5 separate regions of the Mus musculus genome follow, and regions 1, 3, 4 and 5 are each linked to region 2. The links are chromatin contacts, called in public Hi-C, HiChIP or PLAC-seq and promoter capture Hi-C maps. All regions are on one chromosome and are shown on one strand. The core of a region is the stretch at or near the end of the contact, and the rest is flanking DNA. Distances in the headings are between cores, read along the strand shown. Region 1 overlaps Erc2 (ELKS/RAB6-interacting/CAST family member 2). Region 2 holds the start of Wnt5a (wingless-type MMTV integration site family, member 5A). Region 3 overlaps Erc2 (ELKS/RAB6-interacting/CAST family member 2). Region 4 overlaps Gm35217 (a long non-coding RNA gene). Region 5 has its middle 27 kb from the start of Gm35217.

Region 1 (5,316 bases), core at 1,869-4,368, 300 kb after region 2:
GTAAGGTGTAAGCATTTTGAGTTTTAAAAAATAGTTTAAAATAATTCACTAATGTGATCATCAAAATGTATATATAGTAAACTATTTGGATAAATGGAAATGTTTAATGATGTATCCATGAATTATATACTATGCATTCTAAACTCTGGAAGCTCCAATGGGGATGAAAAAGACAGACTCATGGATATATGACATAACAATTAATAAGGCAGTTGTCAATTTCAAATGGTGGGAAGTGTGAAGAACATGGTCAATGAGTGTCAAGAAGACCTAGAGGCCTGTAGAGAAGAACTCATTAAAGGGCATAAACACATCACACCTTACATATGAAATATCACCAGTTTATAGGGAGATAAAAATACAAAATCCAAGTTGTGTTCGGAAAGGGGTAAAATCCATGCAGACATTAAGCTATAATTAATGTTCTGGTTCTTGGTGTAAGAAAAAGGCAAAGGGGGGGGACTTGTGCATGTGTAATTATCTTTATGTTTATGGGACTCATGGGCCTATGCTAATGATGTATCGTGAATCCAGCAATCTGGCTAAAACAATTCTATAATGTAAGGTCCATTAAAAGAATGAATGAATAGTAGGTGTAACATTTATTTCAGTCCTCACAATGATGGTTCAATGAGGTGGATGTAATCTTCTTCCCTATTTGATGTACTAAAAAGACTAAGGCATAGAGAAAACACATACCTTATTCTGCAGCAAGTGAGAGTCAGGAACTGAACCAAAGCAACTTCACTCCAGCACACTAACCTGCTGCCCACAATTCCACAACGTTCTCAGACTACAGAGGCTACCTACACTTTCTAGTACACTTTCCGCAACCATGCAGGATTGTTTAAAGTAGCTGAATTACATACAATTTGTAATTTAGTGTCGGAGTCCTGATAACCACATCTTAAGCTCTCAAGAATTACACAGATCAATTGACCACTACCCCAGTGAACCTAGTCAGAAAATCCTTCACCACAGAAAGTTCTACCAGGCAGATAAGAACAAGGCTTATTAAAGCACAAGGTAACTCAATTCTTGTCTCCAAGATCTTTCTAGTATTCTGCACTGTCTTACAAACTTAGATTTGAGCAGCTTTCCAGAAGCTTTGCCTAGGAAGGCTCTTTGGATACTGACCCTACTGTGACAGAATACAGGTGACCAGTTGGTCAGCCATCAGTGCCAATGGCTTATGCTCTGCTCTGCCACTGTTCTTTACAAGACCCCAAACTGTGGAACAGAGAAATACTCAGCATGTGTAAATAGTTACATGAAAGAAAATAAAAGGCTTGCCACAACATCTTCAAAGAGCCGACCTTAATAGAAACACCGAATTTTTATCATTCCTTCAAAATTATTTCTCCTATTAATGTGAGCCCCTCCATCAAAGTTACACATGCTGGGTTAGTCAAGAGCTCTCCTCGCCTTGGGCAGCACATGCTTCTCCAAGTCTTCTCATGTAACCCTGTTGGCTACTGTGAATGCTACAAAGCCCACTTCAAAGCATGTGGGAGGCAGGAAAAGGATCTACAAGGCCAAGGGGAAAAAAGGACTCCGGGGATGGGCTAAGATACAAAATTTGGAAAAGAAGATGAAAGCATTTATGGACATCTTCACAAGGCTATCTACATCAGTAAACTGCAGATGAAACGAAATTATCAACAACAAGGAGAGTACACATCAGGTATCCTCATCTAGCTCCCTGTGTAGGAACTCAAGTGTCTTAAGAAGCAATGAGATGCTTTGGGGTCATTAAACGTGCATCAAGGCAACCCAGTTAGCATAAACCAAGCTAGCAGCATAAGAATATTCTCATTTTGTAAGTGAAAAACCAAGACAATTTAAGTTTGAAATTGGCAGAGAACCTACATATGATCTGGGATCAAAGCAAGATTTCCCATTGTGCACACTGAAGGGTTTATGCCACACCATGTATCAATTCACATTACTCTTAAATTTTGAAGTCTATGTCATATTTTATACTCTTCCCTCTCAATTCAGACCTACACTAGTAGGGCCTGGATAAAAAAAATACCTTTGAAATTCATAGCTCAGGCATGAAAAACTAAGATAAAAAAGAAACTTTGGCTGATAGTTGTTCTTTTGTTTTTTAGGGAGTTACATGGCAGATGCCATGCTATCAGAAACAGTGGGATGGGGAGTGTAGGCTCCTTATTTAAAAATCTGTACATAAGCTGGATAATGGTTCTGGCCAATTTTCTCTATGTCCTACATAGTGTGTTCAAGACACCACCTTCCCACTCAGACTCCCGAACTTAAGAGAATAGGCTAAAACTAATGGGTCCCAAGAAAGACAGAAAAACCATTTGACATGGTTGGGTATTTGCTGAGAAGACAATCCTGCCGCTGGTTTCTTAGACTGGCTACACGTTTCTCACCAATTAGTTTTTTCTACCTGGAGCATGCTGGTTAAAAGTCTCCCTTGACTCCATAGTACTCTAGACCCTTACTTCAGCAACTTCTAAGTCCATCACTCAGGGCAGTCCTTGTTAAGCCTGCTTCTACCATTACTGTATGAGCAATTCAAAGACAGATGCTTTGAATAATGAAAACAGGCATACCACATATTAATTACCTATGCTATCTGTTGAAATATTATTTGTTGAACCAGTGGGCACATGAACAAACAAGAATCTAACAAGTAGTTTCAGCTCCATGTAGGGTTAAACTATGGCAAAATGTCCCCTTAGGAGAAATATGTTTGGGCATGTGTTCTCTTAGAGGAAGTAGGCTCCTGGATGCATGGCTCTGTTGCCTGGTGTTGCATCAGAGCATGTCTGGCAAATGAGACCTTGCCTGTGTAATTAATATCATTGGTAGAATGACTTTAAAATGAGCAGATCGCATGGGTTTATTCTGGTAGACCCCCAGTGACTCACGCAACCACTTAAAAGCTGAAAAGAAAGCCACAAATATTCTGCAGGGACAAAGGCTACAGAGATTTGAAAGATAACAACTCTGCCTGCCTGGATGTCTTCAAGATGGGGAGCCCATGAGAAAATCAAGAGAAGGCAATTGATTCTTCCAAAACCATGAGCTTGGAGGAAGTGGCCACACCTGAGGTAAGAACCACAGACCCTGCCCCTGCGAACCCCTGAGTGGACCATGCAGCTCAGCTTGAATTCATCTGGCGTGCAGATAGCAAATCCAAGTATTAAGCTTCTATACTTGTGATAACGCGTCATGTCAGCACCAGAGCACTGGTGCAGAGCTCTCCGAGATGCAGCTGACCCCAATACAGGAAACAGTCCAGCCCAAACTGTTAAGTCTGAAGACTGATATGGGAAACAAATGGAAGTGGTCCGCATAAAGCATGTTCAGAGGCAGGTTTCCTGGGCACTCACAGCCCTAGTTATCGCGTCTGAAACTAGATTCTCGTCCACCAGCTCTTCATCGGCCAGGGACAGTAAGCCACAGTGCTCCCAGGCATTCTAAATCCCCCTCTGCCTTGCAGCCTCTTGTAGAAGAGGAACACACCTGATAAAACAAACGCTCAAAAGTCTAGAAACTAAAATCTGACCCCTTGGGCTGCTATGCATGTAGACAGTGGCTTACAGAAAGTGGGTAATGTTTAGCTTTCCCAACAGTATATCCCCATTGGGGGAATTCTTCCCATGTATCTGATGGGAGGGGCTTTCCATGTAAATAGTAGATGTAATAGATGTAGTTTCCCCACGACATCTCCCCTCACTGAAGTCTGCTTCTACACATGGCTGTATCTACTAGAGAAGCTCATCTTTTCCCACAGCTGCTGGGCATTGGAATTTACTAGTGATGTAGCTTTGTGAATATAGGCAATCTCTCCAGTGTGCCTGTATGTAGCCTCTCCCTACACCACTGTGCATGACTTTATCCATTCTGTGCTTATCAAGTTAAAGTCACATTGCAGACACAAAACATTCTTACTTACAAATGATGTTGGTGTTAACTCTCAGAACAAGAGTGAGACCTAGTACACAGTACCTAGGGAATATTTCAAGGATGCAAGTGACCTTTAGTTGGAACCAGTTGCTTTGCAGGGGCCTAGCTACCCATTAGATGAGACCTCGTTCCTACATCATTCCCATTGTTTTGAGAGAATTCGTGCCCTACATGTCCTCAGAAAAACGACTGCGATCGCAAAACAAATAGGTTGTCATAGAAAGAATGGATTGTTCTATGCCATGATTGAGTCTGAAAACAGTGCTCCAGGTAAACCCACACAGGAGTCATGACATATGACGTCACCATGGGCAGGCAAAGCTGGCCAGGAAGAACTCTCTATACAAGCTGGAATGGATTTGAGACATTTTCTGGGGTCACTTCCCTTAAGAATATGGCGAGGTTCCTCAGAATATTTCCACTCTTCTCAAAGGGGAGGTATGCAAGACAGAAGGGTTTCCACTGCCACCCGATGGCCTCTCTATACTATTTCTTAGCTCTGGACAAAGCATTCTTCACAAAGTCCACATTCACTCTCACTAACGTTACTTCCCATTTTGCCCATAGTGAAGCTGTGAGTTCAGATCAGCTGCCCAGAGTCAGGAAGGGCTGAGGTTGGACCCACAGGCTTATGCTCTGCTGGAAACATTTCCTGTCTTTACAGGTTTTCACATTCAGTATGCACACTGTTGAGGATCCAATGCCTTGATCTTTGCAGGAGCGTTATAAGCAGTCTTCTGCATTCTCTCAGCTCTAACCTGTGCTAGAGCATGCTTGGATACCCTTCTGTGCTCACACAAGGAATGGACAGTCCTTAGCTCACCAAATCCTTCCTTGACTGCTTCATTCTAGAAAGCAATTCAGCTGGCAAATGTGAGATTTATGTTATAAATAGCTTTGAATCAAATTTTATATACCTAGAGGAGAAAAAAAACAAAGCAAAACAAAACAAAAACAAAACAAAACAAGCATCTCCAAACGTCTGCTGAGGCATTTCTGGGTCCTGGAACAAACTTTCGTGTCCTCCTATTTTATTAAGTTTACGTACTCTATTTACTAGTGGTTCTGTGATTCAAATGTGTCCTGCCAAAAGTGTGCTGTAAAATTAATCCCCACATGCACAAGTACCCAAAGGTGGATCTGTATCAAGAGCCTTGGACTCTTCCTAGACTGTGGCAGCCCTCAGTGAGTGTCAGTCTCCTCAGCAGCACCGCCTTTGTACTTTTTCCCAGTTCTGTATTATTAGTGGCACACTCCCAGCCAATGGGGACACACCAGGCCCAGCTAAGTCAGGATAGCTGCCTTCCAGTTCTCTAACTGGATAACATCTTAGACTTGGCCTCCTATACTGACCCTTTGAGCCAGCCATCTGAT
Region 2 (4,767 bases), core at 1,854-4,353:
TCTCCGGCTTCAAGAATGGCAGAGAGAAGACAATGAAGAAATGACCAATGTCTGCTTAAGGGGGAGTAGACAAAAGAAGCGTTGCTCCCCATCTTTAGGGCCTGGGCCCAGCTGAGCTGTACCTGTCCCACTTCATGAATACACGTGGTCAGAGCACATGCAGCAGGCAGAAATAGCCAGTGAGATAAGCCAGAGGTTGTCTGGAGCTGCAGTCAGGGTAAGGAACCTGAAAAATTCCCGAGTGACCCAGAATTGCCAGGAGATCGGAGAACAGTAATAGTCCAGGAGATAAACTTCGGCTCTTTTCCTAAGCTTCAGCGATGTTCCCCCAGGGTTCTCAAGGACCCACACACAATTACCTCGAGTAACTGAGCACAGAGTCATTTGTCTAAAACAGTTGTGTAGCCCCAAGAGAGAGTGAGAAATCAAAGATCGGTTCACTCCCAATCTTTACAGGGGATTTTTTTTTTTACAGACGAAGTTCATAAATGAAAACAAAATCACTGTTTTTGTTTCTGTGTTTAATGGATGAAGAAGCAGAGGCTGAGAGAGGGAAACACAACAAGCATCCAGGACCACAGAAAGAATTGGTGAGACAACCAGGGCCACACCCGAGGCCTTGTACTGTGACACTCCCTCACCAGTGACCAGAAGGGTCGAAATCCTTAGTCCAAATTGCCCAAGGCCTCATTGCTGGGTTACACCTATGGCTCTTTTCTATTTGAAGCTCGGGGTAACACAGATTGTCCCCTGGCGGAGACCTTAGAAGGGTCTTGGTGGGAAGAGTGGGGCTGAGTTGTCTCCAGGGGTGCAAAGTTGAAGGACTGGGACTCAGAGAGGCCTTATTTCCAGATGGCCAACAGGGGGCAGCCGGCACCGCGCGGCCGGTTAGAAAGGCCGCGTTAAAGCTCAAGAGTTTTGCCGGCACGTAGCGCGCCCCTTGTGCACAGGAGCGCTTTGGAAGGGAAGACCAGGGTCTTGGGCTGGACCTCCTTTGGAGGATCTAGGGCCGAACCGCCAAGACTAAAGCCAGCTTGTCAAAAACTGATCTCCAGCTCCCCAAGTCCCCAAAGCAAAGCAAGGGTCCCAACGCGTCCTCTCATACCCTACTTTCCGCCATTCCTCAATTGCTGGGTACTTACAACATTGTCTCCTCCAAATCCCCCCCCCCCCCGCAAAGCCTCGCCTGATGGAAAATGTCTTGAAATTAAATCTGGCTAGGTGTGCTAATATCGTCAAGACAGCAGATGCTGAGGAGGTACGACCTCATCACCCGACCCAAGTTATTTCCCAGGAGCGAATTGTTCATTTAAAGTGAGACCACGGAGCTGTGGCTCGGACAGGGCATAGAGGGTAAAACAGGGCCTTAGAAGCACCGGGGTTTAAAACCCTTTCTTTGAAGAAAGAACGTTGTTTGCTTTTAGGAAACAGCTTCGTACCGATCTTCACCTTACTCCCTACTAGAAAGCTGGAAATGAGAGGTATGAAGTATAAATGGAAATTGTTATCGAGGCGTGGAGGATAACCGAAGGAAAAGTTGTTTGGAAAATTGCTAGTTATATTTCAAGACGAAACGTTAACTTTTTTGTAAAAGTGAACTCTCGGTGACCCTCAGAGTGTGTGACTCGGCTTTAACATACAACTGACAATTAAAACAAACACGAGTTCACAAACTAACCCCCGCCCGATCTCGAAACGCAGAGGCCCTAGAGTCTCCAAAGCACTAGGTTGACTCCGCTCAGGGGGCAGGATTAAAGCCACTAGGACCACTACTCCCCGCCCCCAATGCTGCAGTAAAGGACCTGAGCTCACCCAGAGGCCGCTAATAAAGCTAATAACGCGACCCTGCTCCCCGCGCGGGGTGCGCTCTGGCCCCCCGCCAGGCACTCTTAAAGGCACAGGGGCCGGGAACGCTCGGGTTACTCGACCTGGAGAGCCGGGAACTGGGCCCTGATCGGAGGTTGGGGGTGGGGTGTGCGTTGCTCTAGGGTAGGTGGCCCCTAGTTTCCTTAGTCTCGCAGCCGTTTCTCCTAACACAGTCCTCATCCGGCCTCAGAGCTTCAGCCACACAATCTCCGCGTGCCGGTGAAATGAGCGTTTGATATATACTTGATGAATCGAATCATTATCCAGTCACTGAAATACACGTAGTAAAACTACACTCCAGTTCTCGAGGTAAAAAGGCGCGCCGCCTGTGACCCGAACTGTCTTTCCTGCCCTCGCTCTTCTCCATAGTTGAAAAGGTTTGAAGAATAGCCGGTGCAAAAAGTCTCCAAGGACGCAGAGGCAGTGTCCCCAGGGTAAGGGACGAAAAGATAGGAGTCCCTGCCGGCGATATTGGAGTTTAGCTTTCTCCAGGCAGTTAGAGAAATGGAGAGGATAGGGATAGATTGAAAGAGTTCAGTTAACTTTGAAAAGGGGGGGAAAAAGTAGGGAGCGTCCGTGCGCACAGAACACTTACCTTCATGGCGAGGGGGAGGGGGCACGGAGAGGAAGTCGCCACCCGAGCGAAGGCGGCCGAGGAATTCAAGCGAAGCGTCGGGGTTAAGCCTTGGGGGACAATCCAAAGCAGGGCTGCGGAGTCCTCCTGGGCGCGTCGGGTGGGCGCAGCGACCCGGAGCGGAAGCGAGCACTGGCGCCCGGACTCGGGCAGAGGAGTTGGTATAGCGTGGAAATGTGCCCAGGAACCGAGAGGGCGCCGGCGCGCGCGGGCGAGCAGCAAGCGCAGGGCCGAGCGGGGACACAGTGCAGGAGCCGCGGGTCCGACGAGGGCGCGCAGGCGACTGTTCCGCGGCGAGGCGCTCCCTCTCTAACGTCCATCAGCGACGGCGGTAATTAGGGCTTTCCAACCCCAAATGTGGGCGTGATTGTGCAAAAGACTTTACAACAAATAATAAAAAAAATTCTTCACAAGAAGGTGAAAAAAAATGCCCCACTACTCAACTGTGGCCCGAGGCGGGGAAGGAGGGGGGGCAATCCCTGTGCCCAAGATGCCCCCAGTTCATTCACACCACGAATTCTGCAGACTCCAGGCGGCTCACGCCTCCTGATTGTCAGCTCCTCCTCTCTGGGTCTGTGGCCGAAACGTCTGCTTCCAGGGACTGCTCCTGCAGCTGAGTTAGCTAGTGAACCTCTGTGTACACACAGACACACACCCAAACACACACACATACACACACACAAACGCACACACACGCAGACACAGAGACACGCGCTCACACACACACACAGACACACACACACACACACAGAGCAGCAGCAGCGGCGGCGGCTATGGGACCACAGAACAATCAGGCACGCATGGTTTTTTCTCCGGGAGATGCCGCTGAAATCGCACAAGTCGCCATCAGAGCTGCAAGAGTCAGCGCCAAATTTTGTCCTTTCATTTTAGAGTCTGGCAAAAACCAGGCGCAAAGAAAATGGGTTCAAGGCAGCCCTGAACTTTCTGCCGCTTGGTGGCTTGAGCGGTTGATGGACAGCTAGCCTGTGGGGGAACGTTGGCTTCCCCCTTCTGGTCCCCTTCTTTCTTTCTTCCTTTCTTCGGGTTAACCTTCTTCTTTCCACCCCCCCGCCTTTCCAGAGAGAACAGAGCGAGAGGACGGAGGGCGCAGAGCTCCGCGGTGGCGACTCAACTCCAGAGGTCCATGGCGGCCGAGGCTGCCCACCTCCTCGGTCGCGGCCGGGGTCCGAGGGGCGGTCGTGGGGCCCGGCGGAGGCCGCGGAAGGAGATGGCAATGCAGCGGCCGCACAATCCGGACTCCGGACGGCGGAGGCGGTGCCTCGGAGCCTGCAGCAACTTTCCAAGCGATGCGGTGCCCCACAGACTGACTGGCCCAGCGAGGGGACCGCGTGCCCCCCACCCCCGGCCCTCCTGACCAGCTCCCTCACTTTCGCCCTCCCTCTCTCCAGACTCCTCTTTCCCTTGGTGTTCTCAGCGAAAAAAAAATATTTTTAAAGTTGCAGAACCAAACACGGCTGGAGAGGCAAAGGGGGGTGGGGGGGGGAGAGAAAAAAAAAGTCAACTTTGCCTATGCGCATGCGTGATGAGGCTGTCCTATGACAAACTTCTCAGGATTTTAAAGCTGTACTACGGGACAGGGTGCCTGGAGGCGGGGTACGCTCCCCCTTGGGCCCCCTCCTCAAGGCTCCCCATCCCCCAGGCATCTGTATAACGAGGTTCATTTCACTGCTGTTGCCTGCCTGCCTCCTGATCGGCTCAGCTTCTTCCAAAGCCGTCGACCCGTTTGGGGGTCTGAACCTCAACTTTCCGATCCGGACCCCTTGGCTCAACTGTCCCCAACTGCATTTACTGGCACCTCTACAGAAAGGACCTCACTGACATGGATCCTGGTTGGGTTGGGATGTCTCCTTGCGCCCTGGGCTTAAAGCCCGGGCTTGGAGGGTAGAGTGGGCTCGTGCATCTTGCAAAGTCCCTGGTGTCAGAGGTTTGCTAGACAGGACTGTTCCTCACCCCAACGTGGCCAGGCAAGAGTAGAGGTCATGCTGCCGATATGGATCTAGGTGGTGGCTCTCAGGGTGAGAAGACTGTGAAGTTTAGGTGAACCGGGGATCCAGACTCCAGAACTTCTAGACACCTCTAGATAGCTGAAATTGTTAGGACTTCGATTGGATAGAGTGGATGGATAAGCACCACCCTATCCTCCGGTATGCCACAGGTGGCATGCTCAAACAATGTCTCATGGGTTAGTGCAATTCTTTTCTCCATCTTTCCCATCTTCCAACGTTCAAGGGTAGAAGGTAAACACA
Region 3 (5,282 bases), core at 2,129-4,628, 260 kb after region 2:
CTGTTCCTCTTAGCCCTCCTGAGTCCAGAGCATGCTATAGGCAATGCTTTCCTTTCCATTTGAAAGGGGACATAGCTTCTGCAGGCTTCCATCACCAAGGGTCCTGCAATGCTCTCCAAATTTAGAAAAACCATTTGCCTCTCTGAAGACAGATAATTTTAACTTAAATTATGTTGCCACAGTAGCCATAACAGATGAGAAGCACATTTGTAATTACTGCCTCAGTTTATAAGCCACTTCTTTTCCCTTTTAGACAGGCTTTACTTCCAGGTAAGCACTGGACATTCCCTCCTTTTTAGAATGGACTTCAGCCATATCTGCTATAATGTGCTCTCATTGACTCTAACAAATTCTAAACTAGTAAAATTTCCTGATTTTTTAAAAAATCTATTGTGCATGCAGATGTTGGCAATGATTGGACTGAATCCTTACATGTACCTGATCAAATATCTGCTCAAGGATTTACCCACGCACCAACTGGCATCGAGAAGCTAAGAATAGAGCAAGGGGCATTCTTTCTCAGCTCTTCAATGAGGAGTCTGCATCTACACTGTGCAGAGCTAAATGTGGCTTCAAGCAATGGAACATGTGCCAGGAAGGCCCAATTTTGGTGGGGTCTATCCCCACCCCCGCCTTTGGCACATACAGTGTTAGAGGCAGCTGCCAGATTCTACAGCCCTTCAACTCCATGCCAAACTTTGTCAATTTTAAGAATGGCCGATTAAAGTAATTTCTAGAAAATCAGTTTTCATCCAACTGAGGATAGTCTTAGCAGTTGTCAGTATGTTACTGTGTTCCCAAGTTTCCTCTGGGTCAGAAAAGTGTGTCATGATCTATTCACCCCTGCTCTCCCCCCACCCCGAGCTCAATCATCTTTCCTTTTTTTCTGAATGAAGCTAGAATTCCTACACTAGAGATTTCAGACCAGGGGCATATTCATTGACTACAGTTTCCTCATAAATCAAATTATGCAAAACACTCAAAATCACCCACATTACCAACTTGAAAAAAAAAAAGAGACCTTTTTTTCCTTCTTAAGACCCAGGAATTATCTGAAATACACTTTTCTTGCCAGATTAAGTTGCCCATCCATCTCCAGCTATTGGTTCTTGTTCAAACTGGTGTAATGGTTCTACAAGGGCTGATCCTAAAGGGTCCTGAAATTCGTATTTAATCTAGAGATAAGTGCAGCAATCAATCTTTCCCAGAGTCTAAGGGAGCCATTGTATTCTCCCTGCTGACACAGAACATGCAGCTATTGTGATGGTTTTCTGTGTATGACTCAGACCGGACATTTTCAGACAAGGCACACTGGCAGAGGCATTCTGGATAGCAGGAAGTCAGCATCAGGGAGTGGGCTGTTACTTAAAGTTCTTCCTCAAGGTTGAGGGAACAGCTGTCACTGGGGAGGTTACCTCCTGAAGACACACTAAATGAATACCCAACATTGCGGGACTGTCTAAGGGCAGAGTCTGTGGACTAGACTGAAGTCCAGAGGATCTTTTGTCTTTATGTCCAGCATCTCTAATTAGTGTCTGCTCATGTGAGTGCAGCTTAAGTGCATTTTGATAACGAGACCCCAAGTCTGCCTTGCCCTTATCAATCTCAGGAAGAAAACAAAAAACCAACAGTATCCATCCCTCCCATGGAATGAGGTGGTGAGGGGCAGGATTTTAAAAGGGTTGGACTACTTCCATGGTGGGGGGAATGAATCTATTCAGGAGCTCCAAGCTCTGGACATAGCTGGGACCCCAGAACAGTAAGCAGACCCTGTGGATCTACAGCCCAGGCAGCCAGAAGGGCAGAAAGCCCAGACTCCCACAGACCCACTCAGTGCCAGGCTCAGAGTGGCTTATTATTTCAGGGCTACCAACTAGTATGAAAAGGGACACCTTTCCCCTTGAAAGGCTAGAACATGCAAGATGGATGCATAGAGAGGGGACAGTATCCAGACCCAATGAAAGGGTAACTGTGATGGTCAGTCCAGGAGTACAGATTCCAAGCCACTAGCACATGGCTTCATTGCTACTATGTCTGCAGAGCGTGGATTGAAAGGCTGTCATAGACTCCAGAGGCAACAGTAAGGCAGCTGGCTCAACTTGCCCTTGCTATCCTGGCTGCAGGAACCTTGCAACAGTGAGGAAAAAGAGACATGATCTCACATGACAGACACCTATCACTGCTCACAGTCACCCATCCTTCTGCCCCCAGCTTCTATTGAATGGTTCAACTGCCAAGAAAATAAATCTAGTATCCTTTCAGGAGTGCTTTAACCAGACGTGCTAGTGAAACCAAGAGTGTCATAAGCCAGCAACAGCTGGGTCTCTCTGTATAGGCCTGGCTATCCTGGAACTCATGCTGTGGACCAGGCTGGCCTTGAACTCACAGGGATATGCCTGATGCTGGGATTAAAGACATGCATCGCCACCACCCAGCTTCATTTTCTGCAAGTGACAATTTCATTAATGCCAGTCTAATATTTCCCTTACCTGGCATGTTCATACCCCACCCCATCTAGACACCAGCCAACAGTGTTAGTTTTCTTTAATATATTCTAAATTTAGAACAGTACTAAGCGTAAAGAAGACCCCAAAGCAACACCTATGCCACAGACACAGAAGGTGGTTGGGAGGTTCTGGTTCAATAATAATAATGGTGGTGATAAAATAAACCAAATTGTTGGCAGGTGCTCCCAGGAAAGGTGATTTGGGTTAAAAATATCCTGGGATCATTGTGTGCACACAAGGGAAAACTTTAAGTTTGTGTTTTGGTTCACTGAACACCAGGGATGTACTGTAAGGAACAAAGATTACAGAGGAAAGAAAGTGGCCTTTGTGTATATTCTTATCCAATTTGAGATTCTTGTCATTTCAGTCCCCTCCCTCCAAATCTGGGCTGCTACCCCTGCCTGATGCCCAAATTATTCTAACTAGAAGTCCATAATCATAATCTTAAAAAAAAAGACACAAACATCCTTCTGGTTGTATTGCCAAAGCTGAGAATAGTAATTAACCTCCACTGCCTTTTGAGACCCTCATTTAACCCATACTTTCAGTATGTTATATTCAGACTCCAGAAGGCCTGATGAGGTAGGGTCCTTACTCTGAGGAAAGAGACAAGAGGACACAACCTCAGAGTCTACAGTAGTTCAAGAATCAGCCTGGTTGGCAAAGAAATCCATAGGATTTCATGGAGAGGTACTGTCAACCTAAGTTCTTGTAGTAAGAGTCCCACAGACCATACATTCAGGCACCTAGGGAAAAATATCTTCCCAGAGCTGTGGCCTGAAAGAGAGCAAAACCACCCAGAGACTCCTCGACCCCATGGTCTTTCAACAGTTTCATAATACTGCAGTCCCTGGTCTCTTGGCTTTCCTGTAACCCTACACTATCTATCCTCTAGGCTCTGCTCACTGAGTTACAGTGCTACTGCCTCGGTTTGTGGGCAGGGGGAAGAGGGAGAGGAGTGTGTGTGTGTGTGTGTGTGTGTGTGTGTGTGTGTGTGTGTGTGTGAGAGAGAGAGAGAGAGAGAGAGAGAGAGAGAGAGAGTTGTGCTTACTCTACAGGTGTGACTCTAAGATGCAAGGCTTCCTTTTGAGGTAGTGGGGGCTCTCTTCAGATCTTTGGCCCTAAGCATGGGTGGCTGCTACCAGGTAATGGGTACAGTCTGGCCCAGTGGTTGACAGGCAGCTTTCTTCATCCCTGGTGAACCAGGGGAACATAATCTGCCTTTTCAGCGAGCTTCCTTTACTTCCCATTTAAAAAGCAAGCCCTTCATTAATACTGACTAATTACTAGTATTTGTTTGGACAGAGTTAGGAGAATGACACATGTTGCCAGTTTAGGGACATAAAACACAGGTCCATTTCAGTTCTTGCCTCATTAAATTTGTTTTAGGTCAATGCTTACCCCAACAGGGATTTTATTCTCAAGTACAGCTAGAGAACACATTGTTTTCTTCACTGGACGTTTTAGGACAGCCAAGAGCCTGGTAAAGCAAAATTCTGCTTTCTCTGAAAGGGCCCCACGTGTTCCCCAGCTGCCAGTCTCCCCACTCAGCTTCTAAACTGCCCACTGTCATGGGATCTCTGTCTTTAATTTACAATTTCCTCCTTCCCCCACTGACTAATGGTAAAAGGAATAATGGGTGGAGAGAGAGAGAGAGGAGAGAGAAGAGAGAGGGAGAGAGGGAGAGAGGGAGAGAGGGAGAGAGGGAGAGAGGGAGAGAGGGAGAGAGGGGGAGAGGGGGAGAGGGGGAGAGGGGGAGAGGGGGAGAGGGGGAGAGAGGGAGAGAGGGAACGAGTGATGAAGGAGATTGGATAATTGAGGAAGGAGAGACCTGGACAGAGAGAACACACTAAGTCTGCCCTAACCAGGCCTGACCAAATATGTCCAATGGGAAGACTCTTTCCCTTCCTGGTCTCTGTATGAGCTGGGGCAGACCAGAGTCCAGGGGAACGAGAACCAAGGTAACCTAGATGATCCACCTCTGGTTAGGGAAGAGCGGGCAGGTGATCCTGGGCAGCAGGGATAAGGGGGACAGCAGAAGCAGTCTGGTAGTAGCCTTTGCCCTGGTCCATGGAGGTAAGACATAGACTAGTTTCACCTTGAAGCTGGGCCAGAGGGGACCCTGCCTGAGGGTCTGCATATGGCAGAATCTTTTAGTTATCATCTCCTCAGAACGTGTGTTCTAAAGCTAATAGTTTTCCAGGTGAACTCCAATTACCACAGGCACACAAGCTAGCTAAACTGGGCTTTCATTTGTGCTGTTCTTTCAGGCCCAGAAACATCAGATGCAGGTACCTGCATCCCAGATGGAGGGAAAAGAAATGAGTACAGTTATTGCCAAAAGAGACAGACAGATGGAGTCTTCACTGCCTCCAAAATTCTCCCAAGCTTAGGAGGTAGAGCTAGTGACCTGGGCTCTTCACCCAGACTTCTTTAACCGGGGACTGTCCTTTTGTCTAGGTAGTAGCTCTTCCATTAATAAGGAGAAATTGGGAGAACACATACATAAAAATAGCACAGTGCCAGACACACCCAACACACATACACATTATTATTATTAACACGGTAGACAGAGCTAGTATTAGTTTTAGTACCAAGTGCAGTCTTTCTGTGAATGTGACTCCATTTGGATGGAGAAGACTTAGGAAGCAGTGGAAACATCCAGGACATCCTTGCCTCCATCTTTTCTTGAACCTTTTGTTTACAAGACAAATGTTTCTCTTTTCTTCTTCCTCGCCTTTCCCCAAGAGCAGTTAACAAAAATTAAAGCAACAA
Region 4 (5,044 bases), core at 1,008-3,507, 270 kb before region 2:
CTAACCTTACTTACTTTGTCCCCTATAATGACCCTTTACCTTAGTACTCAGACAGCTTAGAAATGGCCTTCCCTGTTGTCTCTGCTGGCTCAGGATTGTACGCTGAAAGAGTGGCAGTGCCTGGCAAATACAGAAGTGGATGCTCACAGTCAGCTATTGGATGGAACACAGGGTCCCCAATGAAGGAGCTAGAGAAAGTACCCAAGGAGCTGAAGGAGTCTGCAACCCTATAGGTGGAACAACAATATAAACCAACCATTACCCCCAGAGCTCGTGTCTCTAGCTGCATATGTAGCAGAAGATGGCCTAGTCGGCCATCATTAGGAAGAGATGCCCTTTGGTCTTGCAAACTTTATATGTCTCAATATAGGGGAATGCCAAGAAGTGGGAGTTTGTGGGTAGGGGAGCAAAGCAGGGGGGAGGGTATAGGGTACTTTCGGGATAGCATTTGAAATGGAAATGAAGAAAATATCTAATAAAAAATTGAAAAATAAAACTCAAGTGAGGAACGGCGAGATGCTTAAAGGAAAAGAATGAATCCAACCCTTTTTCTGGCACACAATGAGGTGTCTCATATACAGTAATCTGTGTGACTTTTCCCAGAATCAAGAGATGGAGAATGTCCAGGTGATCCAAGTTAAAATTAGCAAGACTGAAAGATTTGGTTAGGCTACTTTGTTAGTTATTTAACGGCCAGCATGGATCTCCAATTTCCAATCACAAGGCTAATTTCATTCTATTCAGAGGCTTTCAGATTGGGAAGAAATGTATATTTATTCCCCTTATTTAAACAAGCAACACTTATTTCTTGCATTATTTTGTATGTGGCACATGCATGTATGTGTGTCATGGTCCGTGTGGTCAGAGGACGGCTTGTGTGGGTTGATTGTCTCCTTCTGCTGTGTAGGTTCCAGGGATCAAACCCATGTCATCAGGCTTGGGGGCAGGTGCCTTTACCCACTGAACCATCTTGGCAGCCCCATACTCTACCTAGTCTTAAATGTAGGTTTTGATATTGTTAAGATGGCGAGACTGGCATATCAGGAGTGAAGTGTCATTGCAAAGAAGTGGTAGCTTTTTGCCAGAGGAAGGGCCATGCTAAGCCATCTGAGGCCACATGGAAGAGTACCAATCAGTCAGGAGGCAGACAGACTGAGAGGACAATGTGGGCAGGAACTTTTATTGTTTTTTGTTTTTTGTTTTTTTTTTCTCTTTGGAAGGAAGATATGAAACAGAATAATCAGGGTCAGCAGGTTTGGGAGGGGCTGGCATCCCTCATTTCAGTAGGCTCTGGGAAGTAGCAGTCATTCACCCTTTAGATACCTAGTACCTGGCCCAGAGGTACTTCGAATGAGAGGAGAATGCCCAAGTGTGGGAACCCAACAAGGCAGGCAGGCAGGCAGGCCAAGCTGGCTTCTCATACCTCAGAGGAGATGCTTGTTAATGGGAATCGGCTAGGCCTGACCAGGGGAGTCCTTTCTTGTTTCAGCAAAAGCATCAAAAACAGAATAGATGCCTTCACACAGCAGCTTTGTAGGCAGCAGAACTAAGTTGGGTTTTGTTGTTGTATTTTTGTTGTTGTTTTTATAAGAAGTGTCTAACCAGATGGTACCCAATCTGGATGAGTATGGGTGGGTGGATCAATGGACTAACATGTATCAAGGTTTAGTCTCCCAAATATCCATAATGCAGCTCTAATCCACACGTTTGCAACAGCGAGAGCTTCCCATTTTCAAGGTCAAGGGAAAGACAGACTCAGAAAGCGGCATTCACAGAACCCTGGGCTGACAACTTTTCCATTGCTTCAAAATGAGGACCCTGCAAAACAACATGCTGGAAAAGTTGCCAGCATGCGGTTGGCCATCTGGGAATTCCCACTGGTTGCTATTCTCTCCTAACTCTAGTGCTCCAACATCAGAGGGCAGCTGGTCACAAGCACGGAGTCAACTCCTTTCCAAAGTCAATATGCAGCTTCTGACTGGGTTAGCCGTATCGACTTCGGAGAAGAATGGGCGTGCACACCACGTGAGAGCACCACGTCTCTGAATGGGTGCTTTCAGGGCTTTGTTGGCAAGAAGCACATTCAAGAAAACCAGGTTGGTTCTCAATTCCCTTTTAAATAAATTATAAATAGCTGCTTCTGATACTTAGACATGTGGGTCCCAAATGGCTGGATAATTCATTAGCTTGGATGGAGAAAGCACATTTCTCTGTCAGTAAGCTGGACTCATCATGCCGTGACCCCCAAGCTGAGTCCTACCCAGGAAAGAGTACTGTGTTGAAACCTGGCTCTGCTCGATTCAGAATTTACTCTCTCTGGACTCCTGCGATTGGGACTTTTCCTTGTGGGGTATTTCTACAGAAACGCATCCCTAAGACAAGCTATTAATTGACAGAGTTTATTTATCCTATAGGTTTGATAATCCATCATCGGATTTCAGCACTTGCTTTGTGGGATCCCATCTCATCACTTGCTACAGTATATATTATTATTCATTATATAAGTTTGTTAACGGCGTATTTATTTGAGTGAGTCTCCCTCTAAATAAAGGGGCCTTATAAAGTTTTTTTCTTAAATAAAAGGTTTATTTTTACACCAGCTATTTGCTTTTCTATGCTAAACCTCTGTTGACGGCTCCAAGGCAACGTGCAAACCAAATTCCTATGTCTAACCAGGATGGGGGCTACTGGGAGGTCGATAAAAGCCTCTGCAAGGCCCCCCAGCAGGTTTGGGATTTTGCAACCCCGTCAGTCACTTTCTCATGGAGCTGGGGACAGGGTGGCTGATAGAGATTAGGAACGGGAATGGATAACTTTCTACCTACTGCACAAAAGTCTTTCAAATTAATGCAAGCATTAAATTGTCCCTGATTTTTGATATCAAGCAGATATTAAACTGTGTATGCCCCTTGGTGTTGGTACAAAGGCTTGTCAGCATTTCTGGCACACAGTGTCTAAGCCTCAAGGTAAATTGTTTTAAACCAAATTTTGTTGTTTCAGTTGCTTTTTTCCCCTCTTACACCCGTGTGTTATAACTTAAATATTTCCCCCCACTCCCTCCCCCAAAAAATGAATTTTGGCAAGCCAATAGTCCGTAATGTGGTCTAATGCCTTTGGGTATTTTTTAAGCATGCAAATGGCCAAGATATTTAGGTTCTTGAGGTTGAAAAACTGTGCACGCACTTTTAACAACTTTTTCGGCTGCATTTGGTATGCATATTTACTGCACATGTGCATTCTACGATAGGGGACTGATTAGACTCAAAAGAAGTTGGGGAAATACCAAATATGTGTTGCCAGGGGGGAATGCCACACGAAAATCTGAGCTAATGTATCCTCCTGCTTTTCTCTGGGGAGTAAGGGCTTGGGATGGGGGCTATGGTGCCGCTGACTCATTTTCACTCCTCCTTGGTACCACAAAACACTAGACATGACAGCCATGTCTAACCCTCATCCCCATCTCACAAGCACATGGAACCCAGAGGGAAGGCTAAGCATCCAGATCTTGGCCTTCTAGAGTCTGTCTCCTGCACTGCCGCCCTAGCCTGTGCCTGCACCTTGTGGACGTGAATCTTGGCTCTTCCATACACTGACGTACCCACAGACAGAACCAGCACCCTGAGCAAATATTCCAAAAATAATGAAAGCGCATTAGAGCCTAATCCGCTGTCCAGATCATTGAAAACTAACAGTTATTACCTCATTTGAAAGTAATTTTTAACAATTAGCTTAGGAAAGTATTTTATGATTTTTTTTTTTTGCTAGCCTTACACAAACTAAAACTTTTTCATATAATCAATTAAATCTGGCTGTGTAGCATCAGGCACTCATTAGGCCAGGCTGTTTGAAATTCATGTACAATATCTTCCTTATGGGGGTGTCTGCCGGAGCTTTCAAGCTTGTGCTGGGATGCTGGCAACATCCCCCAAACATCTCAGACACATTGTCTCCCTGAACCTGGGCTTTTTAAAATGGTGGTTAAACATGTTGTCTGCTTTAGTTTCCTGTCTATCTTCATCATGAGCCAGCACCTGTTTCCAATAAATTATACACAGAACTGTATCAGCAACACCTTGGCCACAGCTGCCACCTTTAAAAGCAGAGTGCCCTTGAGGACAATACACCTGTGAACACAGAGCGTGTTTATTTAGCTGAAAGCCAAAACTCCAAGTTACATAAAGCAATTATCTAAAGCCTAATGTATGCCCATTATTAACACAAAATAACCCTGTTCTTAAAAACCAATAAAAATCTATTTAAAGGCTTTTTCCAAATCCCACTGAAATCTGTACTTAACTTGAGACCAGGTCTTAACCTAGGATTTAAATTTTCTAATAGTGGGCAAGGCAGAGGTTTGTGTGTGTTCTAATATTCTGAGCTCATGCTTAAAGTCCAGGGAATGAACCTGCACTGTGATATGGCCACAAAGCTTTAGATTTTGCACAAAGACATGTGTATTTAAAATGATTTTGTTACAAGTCACTAAAAAAAAAATATTTGACTGTGGTCTGCAGGTTAAAAAAAGGAATAGATTGTTTCAATTTGTATTTAAATGTTGGAATAGTTCCTCTGGATACCTTTCTTTATTTATTCAACCCTCAGTAAACTTACTGCTCATTACCTAATAGCATTGCCCTTGGGGAATGGGGTTAGCAGTACACTAATGGAAACAGAGCCAGCATCAGGTAAAAAGAACTACAAATGTTCATCTTTCCTGTGTGAAGTATCACACACACACACACACGCACACACACACACATACACACACACACACACACACACAGAGAGAGAGAGAGAGAGAGAGAGAGAGAGAGAGTGAGTGAGATTTCTAGCCAAGTATAGTATCTATTTGATGCAGTTTAATGTTAAGGTGTTTAATTGGTGGCCTGTTGGAAAAATCAGTTCACATATGATATATAGATCAATGGAAAGACAGAAACAGAGTACGGGTGGTTTTCAACTTAAAACCAGGACGCATCTTCATAAAGCCATTGCAAGTTGATAATCTAAGACAAAAAAAAAAAAATGCACACCAAATATAAGC
Region 5 (5,517 bases), core at 275-2,774, 320 kb before region 2:
AAGTTTGGAGCTGAGACAAAAGGATGGACCATCTAGAGACTGGCACATCCTGGGATCCATCCCATAATCAGCCCCCAAACGCTGACACCATTGCATACACAAGCAAGATTTTGCTGAAAGGACCCTGATATAGCTGTCTCTTGTGAGGCTATGCCGGGGCCTAGCAAACACATAAGTAGATGTTCACAGTCAGCTATTGGATGGATCACAGGGCCCCCAAAGGAGGAGCTAGAGAAAGTACCCAAGGAGCTAAAGGGATCTGCAACCCTATAGGTGGAACAACATTATGAACTAACCAGTACCCCGGAGCTCTTGACTCTAGCTGCATATGTATCAGAAGATGGCCTAGTCGGCCATCAGTGGAAAGAGAGGCCCATTGGTTGTGCAAACTTTATATGCCTCAGTACAGGGGAACGCCAGGGCCAGGAAGTGGGAGTGGGTGGGTAGGGGGGTGGGGGGGGTGGTATGGGGGACTTTTGGGATAGCATTGGAAATGTAAATGAGGAAAATACCTACTAAAAAAAATAAAAAAAAAAGAAGTGCTCAGCACAGCATCACACAGTAAGGGCTGCTGTGTACCAAGTGCTATCAATGGCTTCTTGCCTATTTGCATACAAGGAAACAAAAAATGGCATGTTTTTGCATAAACTGAGACCCTGCCCCTTCACTCTGATTGGGTCAAAAGGAGTCACATGCCTCCCCCTCAGGCCAATAAGTCTCCTTGAAAAATGTCCATGTTCTTATTGAACTAAATAAGATTTACCACCCCCTCCCAGGCTCTAGTGCTTTCCTGACTACATTGGGTATGCATTCAGAAGCAGAGAAAGGAAGGGATGTAGGGAAGGCAAATGGACTGTGTCCTCCAAGCAGTGAGCTCCTTTCTAGAAAAATGAGATGACTTTATAGCTCTCCGAAGCTCCACTTCATTCATCCATCCACTCACTCGCTCACTCAGTGAATATTTATTGGGTGTTTACCCTGCATGGGGAGCTAGGGAAGCTTATTGAGGCACCTCAAGGATTTTTCAAATACCTCTGCACATATTTTTCATTCACTTGCCACATGTGGAGGCAAGTATCCACAGAAAGAGGCAGATGCATTCACGTGGCACATTTTAAAAAACCCATGTGCCTAACACTCAGGTCTCACATTTAGATCTTCATAAATCTGGATTCCATGGGGACCAGGTCATGGTATCATTTCTGGCCACTGTCGAGGAAGATTTACGATGGTTGTTTGCATGACCCAACCATATGCTCCGGCTGGGGAAATCGTCTGGTTAGCCTGCTTTGACGTATGTATTGATGACAAAGAAAGTTACACCACACCACAGGAAAAAGACAACATAAAAACATCCCACCATTTATCAGTGAAGTGCCTGCAGAAATAATGACCTTGGTAAAAATCAAGAGATGATTAAAAAGAATTAATGGATACTTCATGAAAAAGATGTCAGGGTGGGAGGGTCTGGAAGCCAGCTGTCCTAACATTTCTGGGGCCCAAGGTGCATTTTATTGGCTCTATGAAGTGCATGCTTTTAGCCCCACAGCAGAAGACCATGAAAGGCAAGCTGACAGCTAGTGCCCTCTCTCCTCTTAAACCCTTTCGAAGCAGAGCTTCAGGCTTGAGAACAGCAGATTTTCAAGCAGACTAGATCTTTTCCTCCACGTGACCTGAATAAATTGCAACATTCTACATGGTGTCCAGAGAATGGACCCTTTAGGATTATAGGTCAAGAAACTTGGGAGATTCCAGGATAAAGGCAGGGAATGAAGGAGGCAAAATGCATCTGTCCCTGGCTGCCTCCTTGGCAGAGACAACACTGCTTGTATCCTGTAGGTGGGTCTGGAGAGTAAATGAAGCTCTAGATCTGAACTAGTCAAGGAGAGACTAGAGATAGCAAATGATTACTAGACAGCATCATAAGTAAATATCGTATTGTTGTTATTGTAAGTAGTATGTACAGGAGTATGTGTGTTGGGGTGGGGGGAGCAGCATGTGGGGATGAATGCCTGTGCACTTGGGAGGCTAGAGGAAGAGGCTGGATATCCTGTTCTAGTACTGTGCCTTAGTACTTGAAAGAGTGTCTCTTGCTGAATCCAAAGAGTCCGGCAATCCCCAGTGATCCTCCTGCCTCTGCCCCTACAGCAGGGACACAGGCACATGTGCACAGCTATGCCTACCTTGCTTTATTATTTTTTAACATGGGAGCTAGGATCTGAACTCAGGTCCTCACACTTCTACAGCAAACACTCTTACCCACTGAGCCATCTTTTTAGAATGGGGAAATTTGAAAAGTGAAGCCTTCTATACTCTGGTGGAGGGAACAACTACACAGCTCCCTACCCAGTCAGAAACCATAGATGTGCACACTGAAAAACATGGCTTTTAATTTACATAAATGAATAAATGAAATGTGTACCCTGTATGTATGTATGTATGTATGTATGTATGTATGTATGTTCTGTAAATACTAAGGCAGGTGTTTTGTTTATAATAAAAATTACAGTCCCTGGCATCAAGAAAGTAGCCATGATGGACCTATGAAAGGGCAATGCATGAAACCCATTCTTTGACTCCCAGAATGATCATGGGCCTGCCCCTGGCCTAGTCAGACCCACTAATTCCCTTTGTGCTTGTCACCCACATAGCAGCCAGCATCGACTCCCCACATACTTAGTTGCTTAGTACCTGTAAGTACGGTGGACCTCAGTTGGTCATTTCTTTCAGGAAAGAGTTTTCCATGTACTAGATACCTAGGTTTTCTCTGTGTTCCTCAGTACCAACCCCTGTTATTCTGCCCACACACCTAGAATGGCCATAGACCATGACTTGGGGTGTAAGGCACCCCTGGATCTTGATCTTTGCTATATCCCCTCATGCAGTGCAGCATGGGAGATACATATGTATTTTTGAAGTGACTGGCTATTTAATCAGATGGATGCAGAGTGGAAAGGGTATGACAAAGGAGCTAATTGGGCTTCTTTTAGACTCTCAAGTATCAGATTTTCTACACACTGACAAGTTATAGGCGCAAACTTGAACACACTTCAGCTCAAAATTTACTGGGTTCCACAAGAGACTGAATAGTCATTGGAAATCCAAGTGAGTATTTGTCCTATGTCTAATCTGCACTGGTTTTCTGCAGTGAGATGTAGTTCTTCCCTCTGTCCCATTTCCACATGGTGGATAATGGTCACTCAATAGCTAATTTTCTTCTCTTCTTGAAAGGAACCACCTCAGACTAGCTGGCTGCCTGAGTGACATTGGATGAATCTGTTTGGTATGGGATGTACCTGAATTACAGATGACTGGCTATTGTGTGAGTCTCACAACACACATAACCTGCCAAGGCTAAGAGAAAATGGACTCTCTTCTGGTGGAGTAGAAACTTAAATTGGAACCTACTGCTGTGGCAGAGAGACTTGAAAAGGAGCACTCATGATCTTTATCTATAGCTGCTCCGGCCTTGAATATGGTCAGGATCCAGTACTCGGTTTTAATGAATAGAACATGGTAAAAAGAACAAGATATATATGATGACTCCAATAGGTAAGGCTGTAGCACCTGTATTGCTGTGGTCTGTCTCTTCCTTGCTTGCTTTGTGAAGGCAGATGGTGATATTGGGAGAGTATGAACTGAACAACTGAGGCTGGCCTGTGGTTGATAACTATCAGGAAATGGAAGTTCTCAGTCTTGTGGTTGCAAGAAACTAAATTTTGTTAAGCAACCCAAATGAGATGACAGATATTCCTCTCCGGTCAGGCCTGGGGTGAGACCATAAGATCCAAGGCAGAGGAGTTAGTTAAATCATGACTGGATTTCTGACCCACACTGTGAGTTGTCTGGAAATGCTAAGTTTGTGGGTGATACTATATATGTCAATAGGGATCTACCAAAACCACAGTTCTATCTTCAGCTAGAGGGACATTAAGAAAATTCACAGGATCTCAGCACATACTTGAAGGTATGCTCCAGATGAAGGCCACACAATTCCTGGTGGACCAATAATGACATGGCTGAAGGGTAGGCTGACTTGAGCAGGGAGTCATCTATCACATGGTATATGAGTTTACCTTTGATACCCACCTAGGAGGATGTGTTATGATAGGAATCTTGTTTCCAGATCTGGTAGTGAGTTCACTAAGAAGCTTTAAGAGATCATACTGAAGATTCTAGTCTCACAAGGAGTCTAGTAGGAGTTCACTGCAGTAAGGTGGGTGGCTCAGAAAAGAACTTGAGAAATTGAGGTGAAGAGGAGAAGGTGGGCTGTCTGAAAGTGTCTACCCCAGAGTTTTGTCTGTAGCATAACTATGTACCTGAACAGCCGCAAAGCTAACGGTATTGATGGCTCTAAATTAGGAGTGAAGAAGGGGCACATTCCCCATAGGACTCCTGGGAGACTTCACCTCTCACCCTCTGTAGTTAACTTTAGTTAACATAGGTGGCTCCAGCACCTGTCCCTAAAGGCACCTTGCTTCTCCTACACAGAACAGGGACACACTGAGTTTTGGCAATATCTTCATTATTGTCTAGACTTTGATAAGCATCATCAATAACATTTGCTTTTTAAGATTCCAATTTATGCCCAGATATTAGTGTTATAACTGTTAAAGAAGTTTAGGTTAATGGTTATATTTTTTGTTTCTGGAGTGTGTTCTGCATGATAACAATAGTTCTTAGACATATCAGAGAGGCTGCTGTGGTCCCAGATTAAAAAGAATTCATGTCTGCATACAACATTGAAAGCCCAGAGAATATTCTCAGTCAAGGATCTGCTGCTGTATAATCCTTAGGGTTGAGCCCCTTAAGACTGGAGTAGCCTTGAGATCATATTTGCTGAAGGGGCATGGCCTAGGACAAGGAGAAGGAGACAATATCATCTTAACAAAGGCACCTGGCACAGCTCCTGGAAAATTATGGATGCTCCACACCCCATAAAACCACTTGGAAGTCCTGTCTCCAAAGCACAAGGCAATGTCTAAGTAATGTAAGGTATAATAATGTCTAATGAACAAGCAATGTATGAGTCAAAATCTTAAGGAAGGAAAGAAATCCCTTCAGCTCTTATATGTAGGTAAGATAAAGGATGCTAGGTTTTGCGTTCTTGTTTCATTGTCATTTCTTGTCTCATGCCAGCCCTCTGCCCTGGAGCCCCCAGCAGATCCCCCTGATCTCATCAGACACAGAACATGTGTTCACAAACATACAGAGGCATGAGTGTGTGTGTGTGTGTGTGTGTGTGTGTGTGTGTGTGTGTGTGTATGTATGTATGTAAGAGATGAGCCTATGTTTCCTTTCTCTCTGTTTGGGTTTTGGTGTACAATTGGCTCAGCCTCATCTACCCTGCCAGATAGTCTCTGTCCTCACAGAGAGTCTACCCTGAGAGCAGGATCTCCAGTGTGTTGGGGAGAAAGGAGTCTGAATAGTCCTCACTTTAATCACCCTATCCCACAGGCAGCTGCCACTGGAAGGTAAGCAATCAGAGCACCATAGGCCATCTAACAAGGGCTGGGG

What was found. Promoter capture Hi-C pulls out the DNA fragments that hold promoters and counts their contacts. A called contact is a pair of places that touch in the nucleus more often than the background predicts. HiChIP or PLAC-seq counts read pairs in DNA pulled down with a chosen protein or histone mark.
Region 1: a contact with region 2 is called in a Hi-C map of the N1E-115 cell line, with 13 times the contacts expected there. The contact joins the enhancer-like site here to the promoter of Wnt5a in region 2. A contact is called at or near these places in 11 of 39 promoter capture datasets (the 3T3-L1 cell line, 3T3-L1-derived adipocytes, embryonic stem cells and 5 more), 1 of 15 datasets of contacts at CTCF or cohesin (the NIH/3T3 cell line), 3 of 484 Hi-C or Micro-C datasets (the N1E-115 cell line, embryonic fibroblasts and nephron progenitors), 11 of 115 datasets of contacts at active chromatin or transcription factors (craniofacial prominence, embryonic forebrain, embryonic limb bud and 8 more) and 3 of 9 other capture datasets (adipose tissue, embryonic stem cells and embryonic trunk).
Region 3: a contact with region 2 is called in an H3K4me3 HiChIP or PLAC-seq map of embryonic limb bud, with 4 times the contacts expected there. The contact joins the enhancer-like site here to the promoter of Wnt5a in region 2. A contact is called at or near these places in 7 of 39 promoter capture datasets (3T3-L1-derived adipocytes, embryonic stem cells, frontonasal cranial neural crest and 4 more), 1 of 484 Hi-C or Micro-C datasets (embryonic limb bud), 7 of 115 datasets of contacts at active chromatin or transcription factors (cardiomyocytes, craniofacial prominence, embryonic limb bud and 3 more) and 3 of 9 other capture datasets (embryonic stem cells, embryonic tail and pancreatic islet).
Region 4: a promoter capture Hi-C map of liver shows a contact between it and region 2, with 2.3 times the contacts expected there. The contact joins the enhancer-like site here to the promoter of Wnt5a in region 2. A contact is called at or near these places in 7 of 39 promoter capture datasets (the 3T3-L1 cell line, 3T3-L1-derived adipocytes, frontonasal cranial neural crest and 3 more), 1 of 484 Hi-C or Micro-C datasets (cerebral cortex) and 2 of 115 datasets of contacts at active chromatin or transcription factors (craniofacial prominence and embryonic limb bud).
Region 5: an H3K4me3 HiChIP or PLAC-seq map of embryonic limb bud shows a contact between it and region 2, with 2.9 times the contacts expected there. The contact joins the enhancer-like site here to the promoter of Wnt5a in region 2. A contact is called at or near these places in 5 of 39 promoter capture datasets (the 3T3-L1 cell line, maxillary cranial neural crest, pre-B cells and 2 more), 1 of 484 Hi-C or Micro-C datasets (embryonic fibroblasts), 5 of 115 datasets of contacts at active chromatin or transcription factors (craniofacial prominence, embryonic hindbrain, embryonic limb bud and 2 more) and 1 of 9 other capture datasets (embryonic stem cells).

The regions. Positions count from the first base shown.
Region 1 is chr14:28,203,968-28,209,283 of GRCm38.p6, reverse strand. All of the region lies in intron 16 of Erc2 (ELKS/RAB6-interacting/CAST family member 2), which reads right to left. Among named protein-coding and RNA genes, the nearest start is that of Gm52097, 180 kb to the left of the region's middle. Within about 2 kb of position 3,118, at least 1 of the 459 cell types and tissues checked has an H3K27ac peak or open chromatin away from gene starts, as enhancers often do. A contact at or near this core is called in the N1E-115 cell line, where this site is marked.
Region 2 is chr14:28,503,809-28,508,575 of GRCm38.p6, reverse strand. It overlaps Wnt5a (wingless-type MMTV integration site family, member 5A), which reads right to left and starts at 3,103. Exons shown (of 5, transcript NM_009524.4): 1 at 2,462-3,103. The coding sequence starts at 2,467.
Region 3 is chr14:28,238,942-28,244,223 of GRCm38.p6, reverse strand. All of the region lies in intron 16 of Erc2 (ELKS/RAB6-interacting/CAST family member 2), which reads right to left. Among named protein-coding and RNA genes, the nearest start is that of Gm52097, 140 kb to the left of the region's middle. Within about 2 kb of position 3,378, at least 5 of the 459 cell types and tissues checked have an H3K27ac peak or open chromatin away from gene starts, as enhancers often do. A contact at or near this core is called in embryonic limb bud, where this site is marked.
Region 4 is chr14:28,774,929-28,779,972 of GRCm38.p6, reverse strand. Gm35217 (a long non-coding RNA gene) reads left to right here. Exons shown (of 4, transcript XR_383318.1): 3 at 1,905-2,096; 4 at 2,415-2,599. Among named protein-coding and RNA genes, the nearest start is that of Gm35217, 21 kb to the left of the region's middle. Within about 2 kb of position 2,257, at least 5 of the 459 cell types and tissues checked have an H3K27ac peak or open chromatin away from gene starts, as enhancers often do. A contact at or near this core is called in liver, where this site is marked.
Region 5 is chr14:28,823,033-28,828,549 of GRCm38.p6, reverse strand. No RefSeq gene overlaps it. Among named protein-coding and RNA genes, the nearest start is that of Gm35217, 27 kb to the right of the region's middle. Within about 2 kb of position 1,524, at least 3 of the 459 cell types and tissues checked have an H3K27ac peak or open chromatin away from gene starts, as enhancers often do. A contact at or near this core is called in embryonic limb bud, where this site is marked.